Regions from separate parts of the Rattus norvegicus genome. Here region 1 is linked to region 2. A link is a contact called in public Hi-C data. All regions are on one chromosome and are shown on one strand. Each heading gives the region's core, a stretch centred on a gene start, on an enhancer-like site or on the middle of the called end of the contact. The rest is flanking DNA. Distances are from core to core; before and after follow the strand shown. Region 1 overlaps Pon3 (paraoxonase 3). Region 2 holds the start of Pon1 (paraoxonase 1).

What was found. Hi-C and Micro-C count contacts between places; a contact is called where the count stands out from the background.
Region 1: a Hi-C map of liver shows a contact between it and region 2, with 2.0 times the contacts expected there. The contact joins the enhancer-like site here to the promoter of Pon1 in region 2. A contact is called at or near these places in 4 of 12 Hi-C or Micro-C datasets (hepatocytes, kidney and liver).

The regions. Positions count from the first base shown.
Region 1 is chr4:34,329,339-34,333,094 of GRCr8, reverse strand. Pon3 (paraoxonase 3) reads left to right here. Exons shown (of 9, transcript NM_001004086.1): 5 at 98-224; 6 at 3,514-3,714. Among named protein-coding and RNA genes, the nearest start is that of Pon3, 19 kb to the left of the region's middle. Within about 2 kb of position 1,809, at least 1 of the 93 cell types and tissues checked has an H3K27ac peak or open chromatin away from gene starts, as enhancers often do. A contact at or near this core is called in liver, where this site is marked.
Region 2 is chr4:34,286,338-34,290,029 of GRCr8, reverse strand. It overlaps Pon1 (paraoxonase 1), which reads left to right and starts at 2,170. Exons shown (of 9, transcript NM_032077.1): 1 at 2,170-2,255. The coding sequence starts at 2,182.

The sequences.
Region 1 (3,756 bases), core at 560-3,059, 43 kb before region 2:
AGACATCTAATAATGGTTACAAGAAGCTCACTCAAACTTCTCTGAGAAAATTATATCTTTCTCTGAAATCATATCTCTCCCTCCCTCTCCCATTTAGACAACACTGTGTATCTTTATGCTGTGAATCACCCCCACATGGACTCCACGGTGGAGATATTTAAGTTTGAAGAACAACCGCGTTCTCTCGTCCACCTGAAAACCATAAAACATGAGCTTTTCGAGAGGTATTGGGGTTAAAGCCAGGCGTGCTTCTGTTTACCCTGCACCTCCGCTGTGCACCTCCGCTTTCTTTGGTTCAGCAGGCATTCGTCAGCTTTTGTTTCGCAAGCAATTCTTTTTTTCTCTCTAAAGCTTTCTAAAGCCTCCCATGGTGGGACTGCCCAGCACCTCAGTAGAAATTGCTGTGTTCAGTATTGAATGTCTCTATATTTTCCCACTTTTTGAAAGCTCTTTAATCCCATAAAGGTGCTCAATTAGATTCCCAGCTCCAATTCCAACCTCTTTGCCACAGCAACTCAATACTGTGCTCTCTTTAAACACCTACTCCCTCTGCCAATCATAGTGGTGGGTTGTGTTCTCTGAGTCTTACCCACTGGGTATTATAATCAACCTCCAGATGAGTTATTTCTTTGTATCCAATTCTTTAAAGAAGAATTTGATAAAAAATTAAATAAATGAAAACAACCTGTGGGAACTTATAAAAATTACCTTAAGTGTGTCGATTGTGTGCCAAGTGCTAGGGGAAAAATACTTTGTTTAACTGAACGGTCACACGGCATTTAGTAACGAGCATAAGTAAACCGAGTCTCATAGAAGTTGTGGGCCAGGCAGGTTGCCTGAGTCAGTTTGTGATTGACGTAGTCATCACGTAAGCTCCAGTCTGACAAAGCTGAACTCTTAATTTGCAGTGATAGGCATCATTCTTATTAAATTTGGAAAATTAATATTCTTTAGTAGATAGCCAATTTCAGGGTTTAAACGGTAAGATCTCTCTCTCTCCCTCTCTCTCCCTCTCTCTCTCTCTCTCTCTCTCTCTCTCTTATGAAGTAAGCACATCAGGAGGTTCTGCAGCCACAGTGGATTCGAACCTCACAGGATTTCTAGGGAAAGGGAGGGAAAAGAAAGAAAGGGGATTGTTGGGAGTTGAACGGTGTCCTACAAAATGCAAAATAATCCCCAAGTCATCCAAATTTCACTTTTCTAAAATTTTATATTAAGTGTATGCTTGAATTTCTTCCACACATATTTCAGAATGCCACCTTGCTTGGAAATGGTCAATTAAAGATGCAGACTTAGTAGACTAAGACAGATCTGTAATCCAGTTAGAAGGCAGATGCGTGCAGAAGAGAGACATACAAAGGCAAATACTGGCCCAACTCTGGAGTGAAAGATCAATAGGTCAGGGGGAGTTTCCTGAATGTGGAAAAGCCACAAACAAGAGTTTTTCCACAGAAACTTCAGTGGGATTATGGCTCTGCTAACTCTCCGACTCTGTTGAACCATGTTCGAATAGCTTCTGTTGTTTAATCCCTACAGTTGATGGTAGCTTATTATAACAGACACAGGAAACATACGTGAAGAAGGGGTAGAGATGCCTGGTCAAGTCACTCATTACCAAGTGCAGTTGACACAGATTAAAATCAGAGGTTACCTCGAAAATGCAACAACAGCCTTGTTTCATAATAATCTGACCATGATAAGAAAAGAGAAGTTTATCCTGTGACCTCAGTTCTCCTTAGTCAAAGGTGCGCCAAGGACCTTCTCACTCTTGCCCTACCCACTCGTACATGTGAGAGGTAAGCCCATGCTATTCTGTGCTTTGACAGTGGAAGGCAAGAGGTCATAGCTGTGACCTTTTGTGAAGTGGCATCTGTGGGAGCCCTCCCCAGACTGGTTGAATTTGAGCCTACTTGACAGTAGGAAGAGGCCAGTGAGACTGCAGGATATAAGGAGTTTGAGAGGAGTAACACACACAATGGGCAATAAATACAAAGGGCAAAACTCAGCCTCACAGGAGGAAACTGTGAGGCAACTTAGTACAGAGTGCCAGGCAAGACTTGAATGCAATTTATGATGTCACTCAAAGTCTTTTGGCAGAGAGGTACTCAGGCCAAGTCACGAAGGATGGATAGGCTAGCAACGTGGAAAGCTGTACAAAACTGCAGAATGATTTCTGATTTTCATCCAAAGTTTCCTTTCCTAAAATAGTATTTGTTTAAAAAAAACAAAACAAACAAACAACAGAAAACCCTCTGGGTTCATGAGATGGCTTAGTAGGTATAGATGCTTGCCAGCAAGCCTGACAACCTGTGCTTGATCTCTGGGACATACATGGTAGAAGAAAGAGAACAGGCTCCTGCAAGTTGTCCTTTGACCTCTGCACATGCACTATTGTGGATGTCTTGGAGAGCTAATGAATGTGCACATGCATACACGCTTGCACGCTTGCACGCTCACACGCTCGCATGTGCATGCAAACACATACAGAGATAAATGATAAATAAAAATTTTCCATCTTTCTTTTAACTTTTTCACATTTCCATACTCTCTTCTCTAAAATGACATTGGTTGTATTATAGACTCGAAGCTTTCTTAAAAGAAAGAGAAAATGTAAATGCCCAGATAGACTTGGTTAAGAGATAAAGACAGGAAGGAATGCCCATGGCTCAAAGCTGTGTGGTTTTCTTTCATTATCTTACTCAAGTTGCACATGGCAATCAAGGGACCTAGTGTCGCTTAGGGTCCTAGGAGGACAGAACAGTGTACCCTCAGGGAAAAAATGGTGGTTATGAAAATACAATGGACCACTCATTGGTTCTCCAGCTCTTTCATTAAGAAACCAAACCCAGGGCCTGGGGAGATGGCTCAGTCAGTAAACTTCTTATCTCACAAGCATGAGGACTCAGGTTTAACCCTCAGAACTCAATTACAAAAGAATGGCTAGGCATAGTAGCATGTGCTTGTAATCTCAGTGACAGGGAGAGAGAGATAGGTCAATCCTTGGGGCTTATGGGTCAACCACCCTAGCCTACACGGGAAGTTCCAGGCCAGTAAGAAACCTCAAGAATCAAGGTAGATGGGACTTGAGGAACTACACTTGAACTTGAACTCTTACCTGCTCTCCCCAGACACATACATGAATAGGCACACAAATATCCACAAACAAAAGAAACCACATCTTTTTTCGGTAAAATCAAGCCATATGACAGTGCTTTGCTTTTAAAATTAAGCCTAACTCTAGAGGATCTAAAATAAAGATATTGTATGTGTCACAGAAAACTATCATTGACATCTACAAGTCTAGATTTTGTTAATATACATATTCACTTTTTACTTAAAATCATAGACAAAAGAAAATATGTGGAAGTAAAATCTGAATATTTTATGGGATTAGTTAATTGATCTCTACCATTTAAAACAGACGAACATGTTGATCTAGGTAGATATTAAGAGCTTTGTCAATAATCAAGATATTCAAATACCTAATGGGTTTCTCGTTCTTTTTCTTTCTAGTGTGAATGACATTGTGGTTCTTGGGCCAGAGCAGTTCTATGCTACAAGAGACCACTACTTTACCAGTCATTTCTTGGTACTTCTGGAGATGATCTTGGACCCTCACTGGACTTCTGTTCTTTTCTACAGCCCCAAAGAGGTCAAAGTAGTAGCCCAAGGATTTAGTTCTGCCAATGGGATCACAGTCTCACTAGACCAGAAGTATGCTTTTTATTTTCTGCCCTTTGCCCCTGTTATTTTGAA
Region 2 (3,692 bases), core at 921-3,420:
CAACTGGGTAAAACTTCTCTTGACTTCCCCCTTGCCCAAGTTTGCATAGTACTTATTGCCTAGTATTTTGAGAGCTAGCTAGTAAGGTCCTTGTCAGTATCAATTTAATTTCTCCGTGTGTTGTGACTGAACTATGTGGTGTCTTCTGCAATAAGGTCTTATCATCATGTTCCAGTAGGCAATGAAGAACAATGACAATAGCCTTTATCTTGTGGAGATCTTTGAAAAGGTACTGGCCAACAATTATTTTTAGCTATTAGGTTAAGCATAACATTCACACGCATAAGTGCACATTCACACGCGTGCACACTCATGGAAAGAAAATGGTAGAATAAATGTCTCTAGTTTTATATTCCCTCTTGAATCCATTGTAACATGGCTTGGGTTCCTTTGTCTCAACTATAGAGTTTGCTACCCACAGCATCCACAGCAACCTTCTCTTTAATCATGCCCAGCTCACAATCATCTTGGACACAGATCACTGCTTCCTTTAAAATACTGTCCCCTCTGGAAGGTCATGTCTTTCCTTAGGTAGATTGTTCTGCTCCAAGTGTTAGCACCCACAGGACCTTAGCCTCATGCAGCTGGTGGCTGGTCTGTCCTAGAAGGTCCAAAAGGCTTCATTTGCATCTTTGTTCCCATGACAAGGCAAGCAGATATGGCAAGAAGGCAAACGATTACTGCGCATCTTCTCTAAGGTTGCTGCCTTTCTTGTGGCCCCTCCTGAAGGATGGTGCAGCTTATTACACAGAAGCTCACTTTAAGAGTCAGCATTCCCAGGGAAACAGAAACACGGGGCAATACTTAGGTTATGAAGTCAAACGCTCTCCTGGAGAACTAAAACACATTGGTATCTGACGGAAATATTCTAGAAAGGAGAAAGGGGTGCATGTTGCAGAGCAGAGAAAATGTGATTGGGACCAAATGACTTGAGAGGAAAGGAGATGCAGAGGAAAGGGGCAGGGATGGGAGTTGAATGAAACAACTCCCAAATGGAGGCAGGAAGCGCACTGAAGCCCCTGAATGCGCTCCTCCTTCCATTGGGCCTCCCCTTACTACTCTTACCTTGCCCAAGAATCACTCTCATCTTTTCCTTCTTTATTTTCCTCTGTGACCCATGTCCATATCTTCAGTACAAATATCTATTCACAGCATTGTAAGTGCTACTTCTTATCTTTCGGTCCATCTCTTTATCCTCTTTCTCTCTCTGTCTCTCTGTGTCCATCTCTCTGTGTCTCTGACTCTCTCTCTCTCTCTCTCTCTCTCTCTCTCTCTCTCTCTGTTTCTCTGTCTCTCTCTCTCTCTCTCGTGTGTGTGTGTGTGTGTGTGTGTGTGTGTGTGTGTGTGTGTGTGTGCGTGCGCGCGCTCAGTTACCAGAAGACAAGCTGCGGAAGTCCAGCCTTCTTCCACCACATGAGTCTCAGGCATGGAGTTGAGCTTGGCAGGCTTGACAGCAAGTACCCTTGCGTTCAGCGTCACCACAGTGGCCTCAGCTGTGAGAATTTCTTTGACCCCACTCACTTGATGTAAGCTCCGTGGAGACTTGTCACTTCTTAACATCTAGAAGAGTGCCTGGAATATAGTTGGCACTCAATAAGCATCAGCCACATAAGGGAGATGCTGAAGGATGGAATATTGTGTCTTGCGGAGCTGGAAACTCAGAAGAGGCATTGGGAGAAAGTGATACTCTGAAATGATGGTGTTTCGAGGCAGCACCATCTGGGTCTCCTTGTAAGGACAGTCTGGACCTTAGGGCTTCTGACCACGGTCCTCTTTTCTGTGCTCTTAATTTGCTGTTAGCATGGTGAAGTTCTGAAACCCTCTTAGCCACAAGGATTAGAACTGTTTTATTTTATTTATTTCCTGGCACATATTTTCCCCACAGCTCTCAGTTTCCTCCTGCTTGCTTAATCCCTTCCAGACCAGTTTAGGCACCTGTTCTGCCTTTTCTCCCCTTAAAATTGGGGGATGGGTTGGGTGGATAAGGGAAATGAACCTAGCTGGCAGCTTGCAGCTAAAGAACTCTGGCTGAATTGGAGCTGTGGCACCCAGGGGGGGCGGGCCTCAGACAGGCTCAGGCCAGCCAATCCGGAGTTGTCAGAGCCACCAGGCTGCAGGTTTCAGGACTGACCAGCGTCCCTCCACTTGTCCATCCTTCAGTCTGTCCATTTGTCTCAGGACATGGCGAAACTGCTAGGGCTCACCCTCGTGGGACTGGTGTTGGCACTTTACAAGAACCATCGGTCTTCCTATCAGTAAGTTGTGTTGGGATGGTTGGGGTGAGGGCTGCAGCCACGTGCTTCCTACCCTCCAAAGTCCAGGAGCATATCCATGCCCTCCTGGCTCTTAACAGGAAAATCTATAGGCCCTGGGTAGGACGCACACCTAAGAGTGGTTCGTAGATGTTGTCAGTCTTCCCTGTGCTTCTTAAAAACCTGCCCTGTGTCTGAGAGCTGGGGAAGGTCAGGATACACAAATGATATGTCAGCAAGGTCCATGTGCTGTAGTCACGTTTTAACCTGGCTTGAAAAAGAAATTCCAAATAGCAGACTGGTGTGTGTGTGTGTGTGTGTGTGTGTGTGTGTGTGTGTGTGTGTGTGTGTGTTTGAGGATGGAGTTAGTTTGCAATACATTAGTGAAAAAGAGTTCCCTGAATATAGTAAACCTTCCTGGCTTGGAGAATCTCAATCTGAGGCTCCACTAGGGAAATAGACAGAAAGCCTACTTGTAACTAGCCCACTAGGAGCAACTGCTCCCTGGGGTGCTCCACATGCTCCAGTGGGTGCTGGGCTGAGGTAATAGGGGCATCATGAACGCCACAACTGGTCTGGCTTTAATCAAGGTGTCTTGGTCACACTTAGAGATCTAACCACTAATTGCTCCAATAAACCATCTATGGTACCATATATAGAACACCACTAACAAGAAACCTGGAAGGCAGTAACTATTCAGTGGTATTAGTTCCTGTTTCCCTCAAAAGGACTTAGTAACCCACCAGAGTGCTAATGGGTAGGAGGCTAAAAATGTATAAGAAGTTTCATGATAATCCTTTATGAGGGTTCAAAGTTTATACACCATTCTCCTGTAAAAGGCTTAGTCAATACTATTGTGTTATTTACTCTGTTATTTACTCTGAAGTAAAAAATTAACGAACATGGACTATTAGGAAATAAACCATTATATGATCTTATAAACTAATTAGAATCTTCCGCACAGAGTTGGGTTATATAAATTATTATTTCTTAAATCACATAATATTAGAAAAGTATTTGAGCTTGAAAAATTGTGTGTGTGTTTGTGTGTGTGTGTGTGTGTGTGTGTGTGTGTTATATGCTTATGTGTATGGATAGCTGCATAGCTGCACCTGTCCATGTGTGGACCTGGAGTCTTGGGAATCTTCCTCCGTCACTCTCTACCTCATTTTTGAGGCAGGGTCTCTCTATCACTGAGACTGGAGCTTCCTGACTGCCTTGATCGTCTAGTAAAGAGCCCTCGAAAGCTGCCTTTGTCTGCTTTCCAATGCTGGAATTACAGGTGTACACTGCTGTGTCCTGGTTTTTATATGGGTGCCAGGGATGAGAACACAGGTCTTTATGCCCATGTAGTAAGCATCTTACCACGGATCTATGTCTACAGCCGGATTTGGGTTTTTACCTTATCAAATTTTGGGCTTTTACATTTTTAAGAATCAC